Regions from separate parts of the Zea mays genome. Here regions 2 and 3 are each linked to region 1. Evidence: chromatin contacts called from public Hi-C data. All regions are on one chromosome and are shown on one strand. The core of a region is the stretch at or near the end of the contact, and the rest is flanking DNA. Distances in the headings are between cores, read along the strand shown.

What was found. Hi-C and Micro-C count contacts between places; a contact is called where the count stands out from the background.
Region 2: a contact with region 1 is called in a Hi-C map of ear, with 2.6 times the contacts expected there. The contact joins the promoter of LOC100282693 here to the promoter of LOC100275342 in region 1. A contact is called at or near these places in 9 of 25 Hi-C or Micro-C datasets (bundle sheath, ear, endosperm and 4 more).
Region 3: a contact with region 1 is called in a Hi-C map of leaf, with 1.9 times the contacts expected there. The contact joins the promoter of LOC100283780 here to the promoter of LOC100275342 in region 1. A contact is called at or near these places in 5 of 25 Hi-C or Micro-C datasets (ear, leaf, leaf mesophyll and 1 more).

Annotation. Positions count from the first base shown.
Region 1 is chr6:146,616,290-146,618,989 of Zm-B73-REFERENCE-NAM-5.0, forward strand. It overlaps LOC100275342 (mediator of RNA polymerase II transcription subunit 33A), which reads left to right and starts at 1,451. Exons shown (of 12, transcript XM_034059373.2): 1 at 1,451-1,827; 2 at 1,941-2,051. The coding sequence starts at 1,484.
Region 2 is chr6:146,488,016-146,490,715 of Zm-B73-REFERENCE-NAM-5.0, forward strand. LOC100282693 reads right to left here and starts at 1,255. Exons shown (of 6, transcript NM_001364327.1): 1 at 1,186-1,255; 2 at 762-975; 3 at 351-531; 4 at 1-58. The coding sequence starts at 963.
Region 3 is chr6:146,421,409-146,424,108 of Zm-B73-REFERENCE-NAM-5.0, forward strand. It overlaps LOC100283780, which reads left to right and starts at 1,418. Exons shown (of 8, transcript NM_001156679.1): 1 at 1,418-2,069. The coding sequence starts at 1,499.

The DNA of each region.
Region 1 (2,700 bases), core at 201-2,700:
GGAAGAGGCTGAAACGGGAGCGTCTTTTAACTAAAGGTAATGTATATGTCATACCTTTAAATATCTTATACTATATATTTTAGTTTTGTTCAATCTTATTTAAAGTACTCCCTTAGTTCACAAATATACGACGATGTTGACTTTTTCAAAAGTTTAATCACTTGTTTTATTCAAAAAAATTATTTAAAATAAAAAATTAAAGTCACACTCAAATGATCTTGAGTGATAAAATAAATCACAACAAAATAAATAATAACTCACAGTTTTTTTAATAAGACGAGTATTTAAAGTTTTTGAAAAAAAATGAACGATAAAATGATAAAAGAAGAAAAGATAAAATCTTTATATATAAAGAATGAAGGAGAGTTCTTTAAATTTACAGAACGTTTGACACCACTGTAAAATAGAAGAATATTCAATAAATATAAGATACATCATATATGACGGTTTACTAGAACTGTTGGAGTCAATGGTCACACGGAAGCGAACATGATCTGACAAGACTAGAACGACGTTGGGGAAGCAAAAGTTGAATGTTATTGCAATTGCAAGCACGTCGTCGGAGCTCCGCGGTCAACCAAGATCTGACAAGACTAGCACGTAGTTTGGTTTTTTAAGGGCATGTATAGTGGTATTTAATGTGGAGGCTCTTGAGGTGTTTAAGGAGGTTATTTGCAAAAAAAAACTTAGAGCCGTCTCTCCGTGAAGAGACGTCTCTGGCTCGTAAACCAAGTAGCAACAGACGTCTCACTTCTCACTGTACGAATCTGTCGTCTGTTCTATCGATTTGATGCTGTATAAATATATTTAATTTTGTATTTATTAATAGACTACGTTTATAGACACTCCATTGTACAATAGAGTCTCTTAGTTGTCTCCTATGCTTGGAGAACTGTTTTGGTGTCTCTCCACTGTATATGCCCTAATTCGTACTTGTTTAAAGAGTCAAATTTCATATAATTATTGGAGCTGCTCTAAGATGCTAAAGACAGTCTAGAAATGACTAGATGAAAGAAAAGATGAGTAAACTAATGTAGACATCATAAAAATAAACTAAGCTCCAACAACTTCATGTATTTTTAGAAAATAAAATATATTATTATAAAAAGGTTGATGATAATAAAGAAAATAAGAATATAACACTAATTCAGAGTGTATTAAATATTTAGGTCACTGCATGGTCTATCTATTTTTTTTATAAAAGTTTATAAAATAAGACACTATCAGTTGAGTTAAACACTATATTTTAAGATAGAGAACTGATTTAAGATATTTTTAGAGATGTTTGAAACATTAATAAAATTATGTATTAAAATGTATTTCTTAAATAATCATTAAAAATTATTATTTTGTTCAAGTCAAAGCACGCGATAGTTTTTCGTCAGGATCGTTTGCTGGTCAAAGCTTTTCGCTTCAAAGAAACACATCACAATTTCGAGGGGTTTAAATACAGTCGACCAGCAGCAGCCTCTCCTGTCCTTCGATGCCAACCCAAATACCCCGCGCAATCAGCACAACAGAGGTCCCCAAAACCAGCTCCCACGCGGGCGGGCCGATGGCTGCCGTCGCGGAGCTGGAGCGGCGGGTGATGGCGGCGGTGAAGGCCTCCGCTGAGCGCGGGGACCCGCCGCTCCTCCAGGCCGCCGAGGCCGCGCGCTGCATCCGCGAGGCCCCCGCCTTCACTCCGGGCGGCCTCGCGCTCTCGCAGGCGTTGGTGGCGAACCTGTGCTTCGCGCACAACACAGCCGCCATGTGGAAGCTGCTGGACCAGGCCATGTTGTCCCGCCTGGTGGACCCTCTCCACACGCTCGCCCTCCTTACCCCGAGGTGCTTGAGCGATTCGACCTTCCCTTCTCCTTTGCGCGTTGTCTCCTTGATCAATTGGGTTTCGGCCCTGTTTTGCTTTCAGATGCTAAGTTGCCTATACTGTTGCTATGCAGGGTGGTGCCGAACCGGCGGGAGCAGCCGGAGGCGTACATGCTCTACCTCGAGCTTCTCGGTCGGTACGCGGTGGCTCCTGTTTACCCGGAGCGCATGGAGAATAAGGATATGTAAGGACCTTACTCGGTTACTCCACACTGGCGTCCTTCACTTTTGGTTTGGTGTACTCTATTCATGATGCAACTTGCACACTTGAGAATTGACAAATTGCTTATTGGATATCCCGGTTTAAATCTGCGCTGTATTTGACTATTTGCTGATGCTTTTGGGTGCGTGGGCCCAGCTTGATCCGGCTGCTGGGAGGTTGCCTGGTCATTTCGATTAGATGTATCTGCGCAGGTGGAAACTAGGTAGGGTGGAAACGACTGCAAAATTCTTGGTCTTGGTCTTAGAAAGAAAAGGTGCACCATTTCTAACCTTGTGCTGTGGGCCAAAGACTCAAAGGCTTCACAAGTGTCATTTAAGCTCCTTTCACATTGGGTGGCTTTTCAAAAGCAACCCCTACTTTTTTGGTATAAGCCACTGAATAAATATTTAAAACATACGGTTCAATTGACCAAACTATCTTCAACTATAAATTGTTCCATCAATCTGCAGCTTTCTGATAATGGATTTTTAATCTTTAAAGTTCTCATACTGTGGTCAATCACCTGTAGGCATGCGAAATTTACTGTTAGTTATTTGTTAAAATAATATTTTCTATTTGAGTCATAGCCAAAAACCTTACTTCATAAGTGCATATCATATAACACAGCATAG
Region 2 (2,700 bases), core at 5-2,504, 130 kb before region 1:
AGCTACCTTCATGCACTGGACTTCAGATAGAATGACCTCTGGGAACTTTGGAGGTGACCTGAAAAAACCTGGAGACATCATATCATCTCCAACATAACATATGTTCTCTATAGGTAAACAATTATTAGGCAATTCTTTGCATTTGGGATAACAAAGAATCTTGCTCAAATTAAGATTTAAAATACTCACATCTGGCAATATTAGGGACTCTTCAACGAATAAAAAAGCAAGAAAAAAGAGGCCTAAAAAGAACTATATTTTGGAATGGAGAGGGAGTAGATTTTTTTTCCAAAATAAGATCAAGGATCGAATTAAATGGCTACGAACTCTAGGAGGAACATAAGGATGACCTGTTGACAAAGGACGCAGCATTGGACCAGATGAACCAGATAGTGAGAAACACAATTAGTGCGTGGCAGAGGAAGGTAAGGAGGTGGTAGCCGATGCCCTCGAACAGTAACCAGATCACGGTCACCCCTACCAATATGCTCCCAGATGCCTGTTTGTTCCTCCACAGCACAAGGTCGGCGGCTGAATCAAAAGGAAAATTAGATGCCATTGTCATCAGTGGATGTTGCACACCGTATAGATTGTCAAAAGTTTAAAGAACAAAAAAAAAGCTCACAAATTACACAAACAATATATGGTTTATTGTGTAAATCCATGTTTCAGAAATCAAACGTTCCCTTTTTTTCCTGTAAAGAAGACAGATGAGAACAAAAAGTCACAAATTTCTCCCATCTTAACCTATTTGTACATACCTTTGCCTCCTCCGAGGACATGATGCAATGGGTGTTTTCTTCCAAAAAGCTTCTTCTTCTTAGACTTCTTGGGCTTCTTGTCATCATCTGAGTCCGAAGAGGAGGACGACGACGACGAGTGCTTGTACTCATGGATCTTCTCGTTGATCTTGTCGTTGATCTTGTCTAGGAGCGAGCCATGCTCTTCACTCTCGGACATCATTTCCTACCCTGACTTCGCTCACAAAACACGAAAACTCAGTCAAAAATCTCCCATCTACCTAATGTCACAATTGCGACCATGTTTGAGACATAAAAACACCATGATCTTAAGACTGTGACACCCCGCAGAAGTAGTGAAATCTTAGGAAAGAAGACAAAGGCAAAGATAATAGAAGGACGAATGAATAACCTATTTTCTACGATCAAGATCAAGACCACTTACAACAGAAAAGTAGATTTATTTAATGACCCTCCTGCCGCTCTCCTTCCCCCTCTGCCTGCAGTTTATTTTTGGTTTCAGTTTCGGGTCTTCATGCCTTCACTCCATCGTTGTGTTGGAAACCGAAATTGAAGGAGGTTGCGTCGTAGATATAATGGTGGGGAGTTAAAGACGGGGACAGTCACAAATAGCAACCGATCCCTCCGCTAATGTCAGACATGCAATGCAAGAGCTATCTCCTCTCCTGCCCATTCATTATAGCAATATATTATACTCCATTTATCCTAAAATAAAATTTGTTTTAAAAATTTATTAGATTCCTACCATACTTATTGTATATGTTTTATATTTATGTCTAAATTTATTTGAATATAGATAAAAAATTAAGAGCTAAAACAACTACTATTTTGAAACCGAGTGAGTATTATTTGTCATGCTCTAATATACGACTGATCACAACTCCTGACTCCTGTCGTGCTAATTTTGGTTGGCTTAAACTAACTTCCATCAATTCTCGGCTGACGACATCCGTACAGAAATTATTAACTTTTATGGGTCAATCGACGGATGTTAGCTAATTTTTGTTGGCTATAAACAATCGACAAAAATTACCTCCGATCGCACTAATTTCCATCAATCAGAAAAAACTAACGGGGCGTTTGGATCCATTCATTTTATAGAAATTTGACATTCCACCACTTTCCAAAGTTCAGATATAAGTCTATCTTAAATTTATGGGGTGGAGGATGAGAAATCATTTTATGCATTAGTAGAATTTGTTTCTACTTTATAACTTATGTGACACTCTTCGTCTCACTCCTCTATAGTAAAAATAAAGCACATAAATATCTCCGCATAAAATTGAATTAGCTTAATTGATATATGTCTAAATTACTATTATTAGTATGGAATTCAATTCCAATGATCCAAACGGGGCATAAAGGAACTTTGCTAACTTCTGTCTGTTGAATGCTCTGCCGATGAAAGTTATTTTAGATGGTTAACTTTCGACAGCCACATACTTGGCCAACGGAAATAAATGATTTTAGCTACTACCAATAAATGTTTTTAATTTATTTTCTCACAAAAATCACATAAAATTCATTCATTCATAGTGAGAGCACCTAGAGGGGGGTGAATAGGTGATCCTGTAAAACTTAAAACTTAAGCCACAAAACTTGGTTAAGTGTTAGCACAATAATCACCAAGTGGCTAGAGAGAAGATCTTGCACAATACGATAACCACAAAGAGTTCAACACAGAGATGACACAGTGGTTTATCCCGTGGTTCGGCCAAGACCAACGCTTGCCTACTCCACGTTGTGGCGTCCCAACGGACGAGAGTTGCACTCAACTCCTCTCAAGTGATCCAATGATCAACTTGAATACCACAGTGTTTTGCTTTTCTTTTCTTATCCCGTTCGCGAGGAATCTCCACAACTTGGAGCCTCTCGCCCCTACACTTTTGATTTTCACAAAGAATCACGGAGTAAGGGAGGGATGAGCAACTCACACAAG
Region 3 (2,700 bases), core at 168-2,667, 190 kb before region 1:
GATTGTGATCATCTTGTGTAAGGTGTGAGAGACTCCAATTTATGGAGATTCCTCACAAACGAGTTTGATATACGAAGAAAACTGTGACACTCAAGTTTGATCTTTGGATCACTTGAGAGGGGTTGAGTCCAACCCTTGACTAAAGGAGGTCACCACAACGTAGAGTAGGCTTTGGTCGAACCACAGAAAAAAATCGATGTCGCTCTTGTCCATTTACTTTTCTACGATTTCTATCTTCCTTTGAGTATAAACTTTCATTTATTTATTGCTCCTAGTTTAATACACATCTCAAGTGAGCAATCAAGTGAAGAGTCTTCCTTCCTCTCATCTTCTCATCCAAACTTGGTTTTGATTTACTCTAACTCATATTTTAGACCAAGTTTGTGTTGTTTTGAGCAATATTTGCATGATCATCTATTCACCCCCTCTAGGTGCTCTCACCCATTCCTTGAGAATCTGAAATGTATGTATACTAACAATTAATTGTTTTGTAAACGCCATTTCAGAAACTGAAGAAATGGATAGAATACAGAAACCTAGTATGAGTGTTTTCAGAAACTGAAGCAGATATGGACAAAACCCTATTCCAGAAGCTGAAGAAATGGACAACACTAAGGGCACGTACATAAGAACACAAGAACGGGGCGATGGGGACTAGGAGCTCTAGGGACGCACCTGCATCCCCGTCATCCATGAATCCCCATCGACGCCATTGTCGTGGTGCTCAACAACATCAAGAACACGCGAGGATGAGAGAGGGGAAGAGAGAGCATCACCTTACCTGTGGGAAGGCAGCGGGGAGCGTCGTCGTCGGGGCTGCGCGCCGCTGCCGCTTCACGCGACCACTTCTTCACCTGCGCAACGCCTTGCCCTGCTTAGCCCGTCTCGCGTCGGGTGTCATGTCGGGGATGCAATCCGGAGGGGATGAGACAGGGATTGGTACCGGATCATGGAGTGAGCGAAAAATCTAAACAGAGTCAGTTTTGATTTTAGTTTGGGCCAAAATGAACAACTTCAATGGGTCACATAAACACCAAACTCTAAACCGGCCTAATTTATTCTGCAGTGAATGAGCTGATCCAGGTGAAACGAACAGGGCCTTAAGAAAGTCGACTCAGCCCTATCATAGGCTTTTCATGTCTAGCTTGATGGCTGCAAACCCCTGTTTCCCTGTTAGAAGAAGACTATTGTTGGAGATTGAGAAAGAGAATTTTCCTTTCGTTGAGTGTGTCTATCTAGGTGGAGATGATTTTCTCTAATTTAAAAACTCCAGATGAACCTGCGTGGAATATTACTCGTGCGGATGAACCCAACCAACTTGGCCGGAGGGTGAATGGTGATACGGTGAAGGCAGACGCCGAACCAAACCAAAAGGCGAAGGCGAAGAAGACCAACCAAAGCAAAGCCAACGGGATCTCCCTCTCATTCCAGAGGACTCCGCGTCGTCAGGCCCGCTTCGCGTGCGACGCCGGCATATAGGGTTTCGCCGGCGCCGGCGATGGACCCACCCCCCGTGAGCCCCGATCGCTGGGGGCCCAGTCAGGGCGCTGGCGTCGGGCCCTCCGGCCTCCGCCGATATGGCCTCAATTTCTCCGCCTCCAGCCTCCTCCAGGCCCCCATCGCGGCCCTCCTTGAGTACTCCGGCGTAGTCCAGTCCGGCCCTGCCCTGGCGGCGCACCACCCGTCCGCGGGGCCCTCGTCGCCGTTGTCGGCGTCGGAGGTCGATGGTCTTCTCTCCGCTGCCGCCGCTGGGGACGGGGAGGTTTCGATCCGGATTCAGGGCGGCCCAGGCGACACGGAGGCCACGGGCGGGCCGGATGCGGGGACCTCGTCCGAGGATTTGATCGAGGCGACCGCCGGCTCTGAGGTTGACCAGGCCTCCGCTGCGGGCAGGGGTGCAGGCGCTACGGATGCGGAGGCAAACGGTGGCGGGGCCGGCACGTCGGGGAACGGGGGCGGGGACCGCGCGTACCAGCGCTACGACGTGCACCACGTTGCGCGGTGGTTCGAACAGATATTGCCGTTCTCGCTGCTTCTACTCGTCGTCTTCATACGGCAGCATCTTCAAGGTTTGCTTCATATCTCTCTTTCTAAATGCGCGTTCAGATATTGCCGTTCTTGCTGCTTCTACTCGTTGCCTTCATACGGCAGCATTCCAAGGTTTGCTTCATATCTCTCGTTCTAAATGTGCGTATGCTACTACTGGAACGTTGTGCACTTGTGCGGACCTAACTGTGGCAACTCAAGTTGTCAACAAGTGGTAAGGCTGTTGTTAAACAAACGGGGAATTTGGTCTTGAATCCACAAGAACTTCATTTGCCATTTGCTTATGTTTAAGTTTTTCATTAGGCTATACTACCTTTCGCTATGGACTCTAAAGCTGTAGTTGATGAAATTTAACTGATTAGTCCACTTCTATTAATGTTTGAAATTAGCCTGTTCTATCCTGTTGCCCTACTATGGTAGGGTGTATACTTTATTTTGTATGTTGTGGTTGAATAATCCATGGCTGTGAGTTTTACTTATGTTATTTTCAGCTGCATTGGTTGGGCACCTAATGCTGTTATACTTTATGTTTGTTGTGCTGATCTTTGACCTTATTCGGTTAATGAATCCACTGCAGAAAAGCATTGTAGTTTGATTTGGAATATTAGCTATGCTAGTGTAGCAATTGGACTTACTGAAATCAAGCTCTTGTAT